2 separate regions of the Mus musculus genome follow, and region 1 is linked to region 2. Evidence: chromatin contacts called from public HiChIP or PLAC-seq data. All regions are on one chromosome and are shown on one strand. Each heading gives the region's core, a stretch centred on a gene start, on an enhancer-like site or on the middle of the called end of the contact. The rest is flanking DNA. Distances are from core to core; before and after follow the strand shown. Region 1 overlaps Rabep1 (rabaptin, RAB GTPase binding effector protein 1). Region 2 overlaps Scimp (SLP adaptor and CSK interacting membrane protein).

Region 1 (3,360 bases), core at 59-2,558, 94 kb after region 2:
GTCTCTCATGGGGGTGTGTGTGTGTGTGTGTGTGTGTGTGTGTGTGTGTGTGTGTGTTTATGTGACACACATATGGCATGACAGTAGAAAGGGACTGTGAGAGAAGTCTCAGTGGAGGAAGGCGTTTAAGAGAGTGATAAGGGTGGATAAAAAGTCAAAGAGAGTGTATACTTTTTTTAATGCAGAAACTATATAAAGTCACATAGCAGAACAGGGTCTATTTCTGGTAGAAGAGCTTTGAAGGGATATGGTTAGGGTTAGGATGAGACCTTTTTTTTGGGGTGAGACCTTTTACTAGGATAAAATATAAATAATGGAAAAATTTGGGAGAATGTCAAAAGGGGCACCAAGATGGATCATTGAGAAGTAAAGAATTAGACAAGTTATTGACACATACAGGGCTTCCAGGAGAGTTTAGAGACATACAACATTGCAGGGTCTTTGAAGAGAGGAGTCATATGTACTTGTGGCAAAACTGGCAGTCTCTTGTGCCTTTATGAGTATTTGGGGGTTGGGGGTGTTTACAGTATTAGCTCGCAGCCTATTATTCTCATTTCTATTATTCTCAAGCAAGCCAGGAGTTAGGGAATAGGGTGATGAATAGGGCATGTGGCTACCAACACCTGCTTTGATATAAACTCACTTTCCCAGTTGAGAAGTCTTGGCACCTGGAAGTCTGTAAGCTAGGGAGTCAGTGTCTCAGTAAGGGTGCCATTTAGTATTTGGGAGAGAGAGAGGCTCATACAGAGATGCATCCTGCACAGGGGCTGGATTCAATTATTACCCTCTTATAAATGGTTCTTAATCCAAGCATGAGTTGTTATTCCTTTCTAAACCTCATGAGTACTATCTTTACTGTCTGCCTTTCTATTGGATTCTGGTTTTCTACACTCCCATCAGAATGAACCACCTAACTCTATAGTATTCTGAGGGTTCTCTGTTCTATAACTCAAAATTTCTTCTGTATTCCTGCCATGAGCCATTTTCAAATGCCTGTTAACCATGTAGTCAGGCTTATCATAGCAGCGTGTCCACTTTCACTACAGTTAGTCTGTATTAGTTTTCTTGTTATTATGGAAAAATACCTGACATAGAGGAGATACAGTAGACTTAAGTCAGGGGAGTCATGACAGGAGGCATGTGAAGTGGGTGGCTAGTTACATTGGATCTGCTGTCATGAAAAAAATGCTGACTCGTGCCTTACCTACTTTTTAAAATCTAGTCCAGGACCCCATCTTATAGGGTGTTAACAACCCACATTCAAGATGGGCCTCGTTAAACCTCTCTGGAAACACCAGTCATACATGACCACAGGATTTCCTTCTGGATGATTCATTATCTGGTCAGTAGTGAAGATAACCACCACAGTGCTCTTGCTAAATCAGAAACAGAATATGGTGATGCACACCTGAAATCCTGTTACTAAAAAGATTGAGAGCTTGGAGCCAGCTTATGTTACATAGGGAGAGACTCTGAAGAAGGGAGTGAGGAAAATCTAAGGAAATTCTGGTCACTGATCAACGTATGAAAAGATAGTCAAACTCCCTACAAATAAGGAAGTATAGACTTAAGAACTGAACATTTTGTGTTCATGATAGTCATGATTTTTTTAGAAGTATTTGTTTATTTTACGATTTATTTATTTTATGTATATGAATACACTGTAGCTTGTACAGATGGTTGTGAGCCATCATGTGGTTGTTGGGAATTGGAACTCAGAACCGCTCTGTTCGTTCCAGTCGAACCCGCTTGCTCTGGTCCAAAGATTTATTTAAAATCTAAGTACACTGTAGCTGTCTTCAGACACTCCTGAAGAGGACATCAGACTCCATTACAGATGGTTGTGAACCACCATGTGGTTTCTGGGATTTGAACTTAGGGCCTTTGGAAGAGCAGTCAGTGCTCTTAACCACTGAGACATCTCTCCAGCCCCAGTCATGATTTTTTAAATGGAGAGTTGGCAGTAAGAGAAAATAGATATATCCCTATATAGGAATAATAGGCTTATTTTTTTGTTTATTTGTTTGTTTTTCAGTGTTAGGGACCAAACCTAGGGCTTTGTCCATGTTAGTGCTCAACTGCTGAACTGCATTCCTGACTCTACACCTCTATAGTTTTTGGAAGTCATGACCAAGTATATGTTCTATCGAGGCTTAAGTCATGTAGTGTACATGTGATATCAACTTAATATTTAAGAGATTTTAAAGAGTGGCTAAGAAGGTAATCTTAGCTTTATCAACTCTAATTTCTATGGAGTATGGCTTTCTTCCATTAACTATGTCCTGAAGGTTTACTCTGGAAAGTTACAGACATTTATAGCACATCATTTTATCATTGCAACAGTCCTGTAAAGTGGATACTTATGCCTGAGTAGTTAAATAATTTGATTATTGGGGCAGGAGAGATTCCACAGTGGTTAAGAGTACTGACTGTTCTTCCAGAGGACCCAGGTTCAATTTCCAGCACCTACATGCCACACACAACTGTGTAACTACAGTCTTGGGAATTTGATGCACTCTCCTGGCATTGAAAGGCACCAAACAAACATGTGGTGCACAGATATGTGTAGTTAAACCATGCATACACATAAAAAATAAAAATTTAATTGTGTTCATTTAGTGAGAAATAAAAGCCTAAATATAGCACCAAAATTGTGACCGTCCCCAGCGTGTTACTAGATAGTTTAAATACTTTGTTTTTGAAACCCAGCATGCTTTATATTTCTGTTAAGATGGCTTCATAATCTATATTAACATTTAAAAATTCAATTTCTTCATTTTTTTGGGTCTGATAAAGTGAACTACACATTAATGGAAAATCTTTTACTTTCTCCCCAGAGGATCTGAAGAGGCAAAATGCAGTATTGCAAGCTGCACAGGACGATTTGGGTCACCTTCGGACACAGCTGTGGGAGGCTCAGGCAGAGATGGAGAACATTAAGGCAATTGCCACAGTCTCTGAGAATACTAAGCAAGAAGCTATAGATGAAGTTAAAAGGCAATGGAGAGAAGAAGTTGCTTCACTTCAGGCTATAATGAAAGGTAAAGACAAAGATCAGGTTTTAGACTTCCTAAGCATCAGCATTTGTTGATCTTGATAACTGTTCTCATGGTCTTAAAATGTGTTTGTGGTAACAGTGCATGTTAATGCACTTGGTAGTGGTGGTGTACACCTTTAATTCCAGCACTCGGGAAGCAGGAGCAGGAGCAGAAGCAGGTGGATCTCTGTGAGTTCGAGGCCAGTCTGGTCTACAGTGTGAATTCCAGGACAGCAAGGGCTACACCAGAGAAACCCTGTCTTGAAACGGCCCCTCAAAAACAAAAAACAAACAAAAAAACCCCCAAAGCATTTTCTGTTTAT
Region 2 (3,398 bases), core at 673-3,172:
TATCCATATTGTAAAGAAAGAAAAAGCAAGTTCAGAAAACATCGAAGAGCCAGCCAGGGGACTGCTGATAGGAGGTTCACTCGGCTACTTGCTTAGGACACGGGGATACAACACAGAAGAAATCTTGAAGATCTTGGGACCCTTCCCAGACCAGAGTGGTTAAGCCCTGGGGGGTTAAATGGTTTCTGAGCTCTGTTTCCTGTATTATGATTCAGGGCTCTGTAGCCACCCAAGCAGAGGTTTAAGCTGTGGTCCAAGGCACAGCTCTGGCCACCAAATGGTACACCACGGATGCCTGCAAAGTGTCATTCCCCATGAATGGGAAGTGTAGTGTCTGTGGGCAAGAGTCCTTCCACCTCAGTTTCCAATGATGCCCCAGAGATATCCTCAAGGCCAGGCAGAGGAGCTGCATCAGGGAATGGATATCAGAGTGTCCTGTCTAAGGTACAGCCCAACACAGCCATGTAGAGAGAGAGGCCTTCCCAAGACTCCAGAATTGTACAGACACCAGTAGCTGCCTGAAAGACCAGTATATCCTACAAAGCCAAAGAGCTATAGAAGAATAGGAAGAACTCTTAACCATGGAGCCATCTCCCCAGTCCCTTAATTTTGTTTGTTTCATAAAGAAGACCAGACTGCAACTATTACCAAGGGCGCACCATGGAGGTACTGGAGAGATGACTCAGCAGTTATGAGCACTGACTTCCAGAGGTTCCGAGTTCAATCCCCACCAGCCACATGGAGGTCCACAGCTGTCTGTAGCTCCAGTCCCAGGGGACCTAACGCTGTCTTCTGAAGACACTGCACACATATGGTATGCATGCAGGCAAAACATCCATACATACAAAATAGATATAATTTTTAAAAAGGAGAAAACTATGGTTCTGTGATTTGAGGCATGAGTTTTCAAAACTGTTGAGGCAGCCATCCATGATCTGTTTCAAAATGATATGTCAGCACTATTGTGGTTACCATAGTTATCCAGGGAGTGAGCTCAGGATGGGCCCTACCTTCTTATTTCTGGACTCTTTTAAATCAGTGACTATGTAGCTGGTCACTTGGCTTGGGCTCTGCTGTGTGACTAGAATATACACTAAGGTCCTATGACGTCTTGATATGGTTAATGTTGTCACACAGATTGGCAGTAGAAAGCACAGTCTTAGTACATGAGCCTAGCTCAACTCACAACAAATTTATAAATGTCCAAAAACTTTTATTCTACTTTTTTGCTGGCAAATAAACTGGTTGTTATATTTCCCTGTGTGTTTGGCATTCAAAAATATATTTATTAAGTGCCTTCTGTGTGCGGGGGCTTATTATGGACACTGGGAAAATAGAAGCTCTCCCTTAAGGAGCCTCATATTCACATGGCTGCAACCCGGACTCATTTGAGAGAACAGCTTGAGAAAGGGTCTATCTCAGCTTGTGGTTCCAGTGAGTTCAGTTCATGGCTACCTGGCTTGTGTTTCTGGGCCCGTTGTGAGGCAGAACACGGAGGCCGTCTGAGTGCATAGGAGAAGTTTCTTCAGCACAGGGTAGCTAGGAAGCAGAAGGAAAGAGAGAAACAGACAAGAGAACCCCCAGGGCAGGACACAGCCCTTGACACACCCTGGCTACCGACTTCCTCCTGTTAGACCTCACCTTTTAATGTTTCTAGGCCCTCCCAAAATAGAACCACTAGCTGGACAACACATATCAACACATGGGCCTCCCAGTATAGGGAGAACAGAAAGTTTAGGGCCTGGAATTCATTCATTCATTCATCCATTCATTCATTCGATCATTGAGCATACTTACTGACCATCCTCAGCATGCTAGGAACAGGGAAAACAAGGAAGAAGAGAAGGCCTGTCTCTGCACTGGTGTTGCCTTTGTTCAACTGGAAATGAAAGTCACATGAGCAGATCGTTCCGGATATAAGAGTTATGAAGGGGAAGCACCTACAAAGGCCACCACCACATCGGGCCGGTGAGGAAAGCACAGTGCCTAAGATGCAAAGGAGGGGAGGAATATTGCGTATAGCAGGGACAAGAGAGACCACAGCAAAGGTACTTACAAGTAGAGGAAAAACACTGGGGAACATGGAGGTTGCCAGGAGGAGGTAGTGTGTGAAAAGTTAGCCAGTAATAAAATCCTGACAAATCTTGTAAGCCATATTTAAGAGTTTGGCCTCTGTCTGAGGCTAATAGGTAAAGATGAGCTTTTAGCAATGGGAAGAAGTATTCGGTTGCTCACTTTCAAAAATCACCAGCTGCCAATCAGTGTTTTGGAGTCTGAAATACCAGAGGCAGGACACTGGTTAGAGGTTCTTAAAGTTCTCTTTGGGAAGTGCTGGCCATGGGCTGACTGACCTCAGAGTGATGGAGACAGAGCTGATCTGACTGAGGCACAGTCAACAGGAGGTGGGGACACTGGCAATAAAGGATGCAAGAAAGGACCTAACTTCTGCCCTTAGCAAGGGAGGAAGTAATCTAGCACGAGAAGTCAGGGGTGGGGATGTGTCATCAGTTATCCATGGAATATGTTGAATTTGAGGATCCCGTGGGATAATCAGATGGAGGTGTCCTGCGGGCTCTGCAACCTGGAACTGGAAAAGAGGGGTTGAACTGGAGCCTGTGGTTGGGAAGTTGCTAGGGTAAAGGGGATGCTGAGCCCTGTGGTATTGGCAACATCACTCAGCAATGCTGAGAGGGAAAGAGGAAACAACAGCACCCCAGGAAAGATAGGATGGAAAAGTAAGGAATGACCACTAAAGATGTGATAGTGAAAGCTACAGAAGGGGCATTAAGCTCTGAACTCTCGTCTTGAGTACCCTGCTGGAGGGTGCTGGCTGGACACTTCCTGGGGCAATCTACTCTTCCTGGCACAGCCAACATACCCACTGCCAAAGAAAAGCTAGCTGGGGGCAGAAGTCAGAAGGCCACTTGAGTCCTCTGTTGATCATTAGAAATGGTGTCTGAAAACACAGGAAATAAACTTGTGTCAGAACTTGACTCTTTGATGGGTTTGGTCCACATTCTATAAATATCCTGGGGGTTGAGGTGTGAGTGGGTGGGGCAGCGTCACTTTCTCACCTTACAGACTCAAAGTGTCTGCGCATCACAAGAGCCCTCAGCTATAAAGACAAGTCATGGCTTCTAGGAGGTTCAGGGGTGGGTGGGGCCTGAGAGAAGGGAGACAGGCATCCTTAAGGTGTGGCCTACATAGGGATTGAGAGCTGGGAGGCTCCACACAATCAAACACCAAGACTATGATCCCTAGCAGTCTCTCAGCTTAGGGGTCTCAACCCCCTTAGGGGTCAAATATCAGATACCCTGAATATCAGATATTTACATTACAATTCGTAACAGTAGCAAAATTACAAGTATGAAGTAGCAACAAAATAATTTTATGGTTGA

What was found. HiChIP or PLAC-seq counts read pairs in DNA pulled down with a chosen protein or histone mark.
Region 1: a contact with region 2 is called in a BATF HiChIP or PLAC-seq map of CD8 T cells, with 6 read pairs. The contact joins two enhancer-like sites. A contact is called at or near these places in 2 of 39 promoter capture datasets (both in liver), 6 of 484 Hi-C or Micro-C datasets (the AML12 cell line, adipose-derived mesenchymal stem cells, embryonic fibroblasts and 1 more) and 1 of 115 datasets of contacts at active chromatin or transcription factors (CD8 T cells).

What each region holds. Positions count from the first base shown.
Region 1 is chr11:70,881,928-70,885,287 of GRCm38.p6, forward strand. Rabep1 (rabaptin, RAB GTPase binding effector protein 1) reads left to right here. Exons shown (of 18, transcript NM_019400.3): 3 at 2,838-3,041. Among named protein-coding and RNA genes, the nearest start is that of Rabep1, 39 kb to the left of the region's middle. Within about 2 kb of position 1,309, at least 12 of the 459 cell types and tissues checked have an H3K27ac peak or open chromatin away from gene starts, as enhancers often do. A contact at or near this core is called in CD8 T cells, where this site is marked.
Region 2 is chr11:70,787,564-70,790,961 of GRCm38.p6, forward strand. It overlaps Scimp (SLP adaptor and CSK interacting membrane protein), which reads right to left. Exons shown (of 5, transcript NM_001045526.2): 5 at 3,369-3,398. Among named protein-coding and RNA genes, the nearest start is that of Scimp, 23 kb to the right of the region's middle. Within about 2 kb of position 1,923, at least 82 of the 459 cell types and tissues checked have an H3K27ac peak or open chromatin away from gene starts, as enhancers often do. A contact at or near this core is called in CD8 T cells, where this site is marked.